2 separate regions of the Zea mays genome follow, and region 2 is linked to region 1. The links are chromatin contacts, called in public Hi-C maps. All regions are on one chromosome and are shown on one strand. Each heading gives the region's core, a stretch centred on a gene start, on an enhancer-like site or on the middle of the called end of the contact. The rest is flanking DNA. Distances are from core to core; before and after follow the strand shown. Region 1 holds the start of LOC100278112. Region 2 has its middle 92 kb from the start of LOC103646874.

Region 1 (2,700 bases), core at 156-2,655:
CTTGAGCTAGAAGATACTGGTATATATTTCTAGAGGTAATATTATCCCTCGTCAGAGTAACATCTATGAAACACTCATAATTCCCCAAATCCAAGTCAACCTACAAATACCACAGGTTAGGTAGATACCATCGAGGCTGCAAATTTTAAAAATGTGTATTAAATGGAAGTATTAGGGAGATGTACCTATCCACCGTTATCAAGAAAATCAAGAACAGACACCTCACCATGCTCAAAGGGGGACATTGTACCTGTATCTGTGTTCAAGTATGGATCTACAAAAATAGGAAACCAAAGTAGTAAGACCAATGCCGAGCAAAGCTTTGCTCCCTCCAAACAGTTTAACATTAGAAAGTTGAAATTTTGACTTAACCATTTACAAATAGTCAGTTTTAATTTTCTCGTTTGCCACCTGTGGATAATGTGAATTCTTAGTGACACATTTCAGACTTCGATCAATAACGAGTGCTGATGCTATTAGCTAATGCTGCCATATTCATCTTTTAAAAGCATGTTCCATTCATCCTAGAAAGGTGCCTTCATTCGTGCAAGGGTGTTGGTTGAGGATGTTCATCTGGTTGGTCTGATGGTCTCCCACCACTTTCAACCTTTTATGTGTGTTTCTACTCAACATCTTCTACAATAATTGGCAGCTATATTGTTTCCATGGTGAAGTTGCGAGAACGATGTGTATATCTGGATGACTTTAGGGATGAGTCTCCTCTGACTTAAGTGAGAGGGACTTGAATCATTAACTGTACATGGATCACAGTGAGATATATTTCCAATCTGCAAAAGGTACTAACATTACTTCAGTATCTAAATCACCCAAAGCATTTCCAGTCTAAAATTAGGAATGCACTACGACATGCGTTCATTGGTTCCCTAATTTAAAACACAGACTAAGAAATTTTCTAAACCCACGGCGGAACAGTCCTAGTAGAGACACTACACTGTCTCGCATAATTTCATGAACAACAATTTACAAGCACTACAAACCGACCCTTGAATCATCCACTTGCAAATAGAAGAAAGCGGTGATGCGGCACGTACTGGACGGCGGACCGCATCAGCAGTCGCTGGGGGCAGGGGGGCACGGACCAGAGCCACGGAGGCGACGAACGAATCGAAGACGATCCCAAGAATGAGCCAGCAAACCTACCGTCCAGCCATGCCATTGAGGTCGACAACGCTGGCCAGGTGCTCCATCAGGCCGGAGAAGTTCTGCAGGTCCGAGAGCACTCCCCGCCCCATCATCTTCTCGAGGAGGTCCATGGCGTCGGGCCCTCTCAGGGCAGGGCGGTGGTAGCAACGGTGTGGCAGGAAGGAAGAGGGTGAGATGGGGGTTGCGCGAGCTGCAGCAGCAGGGAGAGGAAGTGGATGGGTGACGCCGTGACGGCGGGGACGCGAGGGTGGGGGAGGAAACGGGCACGACCTAGGGGTAGGGGCGTCGGCTACCGTATCGCCGGGTGGGGCGTGGGGTTGTTGCGCATGCAGGGGAGGTGGGAGCACATTTGGATCGTGCAGGGATAGACGACGATTAACGCACGGGCAGGGCAGTGTTAGCGGCGACGCGAGGATCGTGGATCCTATCGCGGAGAGGACGGCGGGTTGATCAAGAAAAAAATGAGGGTGTTTTTTTTTATAAAAAAATGACGCACGACCGTTGAAACTGGTGCTTTAAGTATAGTAGAGATATACCGAAGGTTCTCTATCTTTAGGTTTGTTTTAGTAACGATGGAACAAGCTTTATCTTAATATGCACATACGAGTCGTGGTTCAAATGGACCATGCTAAGAGTCTAGAAGGTCCGAAAGGTGAAGGCACGTGGATAAGAAGACCAAGGAGGATTCAAGCGACGTGTCTGACACGATTCTAAGAAGAAAAGACAAAACGCCCTTGAAAAGACAACAATAATCTTAACGACCTCTATAGATCATGACCTCTATAGATCATGTATATGGGTTAAAGATATAAATGTAATTTTATATAAAGTTATACGTCGTATTATCCTTATAAATCCCTATAAATAGAGGTACAATGTATATGCATGGAACATGTATCTTTTTTATACCCAACAACTTCCTCGGATACCTTATTCTTAATAAAACTAAGGGGTGTTTTAATACATTAGAGCTAATGGTTTACGGATAAAATTAGTCGAGATGTCGAAACAACCAAGCTAATAGTTCAGATATTAGCTACTTTTAGTAAAATAGCTAATACTATCTTCGTTTTCGAATATTTGTTACCCGCTAGTTTATTTTACCTTAAACGCGATAAATAAAAAGAACGGAGGAAGTAGTTAGCTAGCTAATTTTTCTAGCAAATTTGTTAGTCAACTAAGTATTAGCTCTAGTGCATAGATCTTGAAGCGTTAAAAGGTACGGCATTCCACCACCTTCCGGACACCTAGGAGACACCTAATTATCATATGCAGCGATAAAATGGTAGCAAGATGGAAGGAGAAAAGGGGGAAAAGAGAGGGGATAAGGGCTCCAGCCCACTTAGACAGCCCACCATCCCAGCCCATATGCCCTCCCTCTCATCCCTATTTTGACCTACTTCTCATCTAAAAAACTCCCTACGTCGTCGCCCTACTCTCTCACGCTCCAGCGCCGCCGCCCACCCCTTCGATCTTCCTCTAGTGCTGCTCCCCTACCCTTCGAGCTCCCTCCAAGCTATCGTCGGGACATGACAC
Region 2 (2,700 bases), core at 126-2,625, 530 kb before region 1:
ATTAAGAAACTTTGGCCTGATGTTATATAGATTCAGGAGATAATGGTGCCCAAACTGTCCCTGTCAGAAAGGAAGAAATCTGATGAGCAACTGAAGACTGAAATTCAGAAAAGTGAAATGGTACCAGTGTATTGCAGGTGATTTTTGGGCACCATAACTTGTAATCTTTAAGGATTAGGTCCAAGAGACTTATAGTAAATTTATAGACCCTTGATCTGGGAACAAGTTCTGTTAATAGTGATTGATTTGTCTTAATTAAAAATTAAGAGAAGAGGCTAATTGAAGTTGGGTGGGTCAGTCAAGAGCTGTAGATCCAAAATTGCAGAAATATCTAACTGTGATCTTTTTACTCCCTGTCGTGTCCTACTTTGGTATTGGAAATTGTAGAGATGAGGGAGAGCAAAGATATTCAGATTTATGCACATCTCTGAATTATCCTCAGTAGAAATATCTGCTACAGTGCGCTCCTATCCTTACCCCCTCTCTTTTGGCCATGGATAAACTTCACCCTGCATGACCATACTCTGTGAACCTGCATGGATCTTCTTGTGGGAGCCACGACTGCATCTAGTGTTCATAGCTATCCTTGCTGCAAGTTCAAGAATCCAGCCCCTTTGATCTTTTCCCTGCTAATATAAAGAGCAACCGGGGGGGAAGACAGGAACCAACCCAGTAATCCTTACTTTGACCAGCAACCATAGTGAGCAGCTTCAATTAGCAGTACTGCATCCCCCAAACCATACTCTAGACATGCCCTGTTCCACTGATCAAACCGCCGCGTGTGTCCGGTGACCACCTCGACAACACCTCGGCTTCACGTGGCCAGGCAATTGTGGTATGACTTAACCCCTACAAGTGTAGGTTCTAGCATCCTTATAGGCTGGTGAAGCTCACCCAGGGGTTCGTTTGATCTTTATGGTCTTAGCTTGGACAGAACGCGGGCTCGACACCTCAGGGATTGCCCTGGTGTCGATCCACCAGAACTCTGTTAATCCGGGGTCAATTGCTGTGGGCATCATGCTGTCCGTGCCTTGCTCGTGCCCCCTGTGCCTTTAATTTGTAGCGACCGGTGCTCAAATCGGTAGAGCAGGGACCGCGGTGCTAGAGTTTCACCGTGGATGCGGTCCGGCCGCTCTGTGTGTTCATAAGCCAAATTCATGCCCCAAAGCTGCGCGAATTAGGTTAAGGTTTGATCCGGTCGCTATCCAATGGCTGCCCGAGCTCTTCTCCACCGTAGTATCGCGAGGAGAACGTGTCCGCGCTGCCGGCGACGTCGGGGATTCCATTTTAAAAGACAAGAAGTTTAGGAGGGGCCGGAAGTAAAGTGTCAGTGACTCACGGGATCTGGTTGAAGTCTTCATTTTTAATATTGACTCTGGCGAGGACCTTTGTGAAAAACCGACTGCGCTGTCGTGGGCGCGCCCCCGATTTCTGTTAGAGCAGGGCCGGTTGGGCCAGTTTGGGCCCAACACTGTTAGTAGTTTTTCCTTTTCTTTTTCCAAGGATCTTTAGAAATCCATAGAAAATTACAGAAAAATGCTAAAAATATCAAACCAATTTTGCTAGACTCCTAATTTCCTATAGTATTTAGTAAAAATAGTTTCATGATTTTTAGTTCCAATAGGGAATTTTGGGACATTTAAAACCACCAAAAACCATGCTTCTGGATTTTTAGGGAATAAATAATAAATCCAAAATTCACCAAACTTTTATGGTAAACTCTAAATAATATTTCGAAGTCTTGGGTAAAGTTTGATATGATTAGGTACGATAATTGATCGCGTGATGCGGAAGACGATCCAAGTCGACCCCAAGCGCGGGCTAATCTGCATGATGATGTTGATGGACGAACCTGCCTGATCAAGTGCTAGGACAAAGGCTGATCGTCAAGTGGACGTCACCTAAAAACACTAACCTAGTGTTATTCAGGCAAGCCTCGGTGCATTCGCCACCTCCTTGTTGTTTTAAAATCTTTATCACCTTGTTTGATGCATTAGGTGATAGGAGTTATGTGCTAAACCGTTGATGCATTTCCTTCCTTGGAAAATTGATTACCCATCCTTGATACCCTTTTGAAAAAGAATTTTATGATGCTTAGCCTTGCTTTAGAAAACAAAAATGTTTTGTTTTCAAACAAAAGTGATGCTTCAGTGGGTGGGAATGTTTTCAAAAAAAATTGTGATGGTGGATCCATCAAGGCCTTGATGGGTTCAACATCGAAAAAGATGTACCTCTGCCAGGTACCAAAATTTGGGTTGAAAATAATAAAGCTGAGACCGGGCGGTTGACTTGCACGAGAAAGGAGTCTCGGTGTAGTGTCTCTGTCTGAGTCGATTAAGGACCGTCTCGATGTAGGCTTGTTGATCGAGGACCTTTTAACTTGTCACATGCCTCATCATGGGTAAGCTTTGCCTCGGGCAGACTAATACCAGAATAAGATAACACGCAATGGGAGTGGAGAGATGGCGAGAGTAGCGTGTACCCTCCATGGCAAGAGGCTGGACGGTGGTGTATATGTGCTCTCGGTTGGCGTGAACCTGATCTGGTCTTAAGAACCCCGGTGGCGAGTTGACATATGCAAGGGTTAAGTGCTACATATGTCATGTGATCGGAGATCCCCAGCTGGGTATTAATCGATTCGGATCGTCGTTACTTCTCGGACATGAAGACTTGGTCACTGACCTACACGTAGCAATCCAG

The links. Hi-C and Micro-C count contacts between places; a contact is called where the count stands out from the background.
Region 2: a contact with region 1 is called in a Hi-C map of leaf, with 6 times the contacts expected there. The contact joins the enhancer-like site here to the promoter of LOC100278112 in region 1. A contact is called at or near these places in 7 of 25 Hi-C or Micro-C datasets (bundle sheath, ear, endosperm and 3 more).

Annotation. Positions count from the first base shown.
Region 1 is chr2:114,550,653-114,553,352 of Zm-B73-REFERENCE-NAM-5.0, reverse strand. It overlaps LOC100278112, which reads right to left and starts at 1,405. Exons shown (of 9, transcript NM_001349964.1): 1 at 1,053-1,405; 2 at 186-274; 3 at 1-100. LOC109944017 (a long non-coding RNA gene) reads left to right here and starts at 2,587. Exons shown (of 2, transcript XR_002267248.1): 1 at 2,587-2,700.
Region 2 is chr2:115,076,621-115,079,320 of Zm-B73-REFERENCE-NAM-5.0, reverse strand. No RefSeq gene overlaps it. Among protein-coding and RNA genes, the nearest start is that of LOC103646874, 92 kb to the left of the region's middle. Within about 2 kb of position 1,375, at least 8 of the 20 cell types and tissues checked have an H3K27ac peak or open chromatin away from gene starts, as enhancers often do. A contact at or near this core is called in ear, leaf and leaf mesophyll, where this site is marked.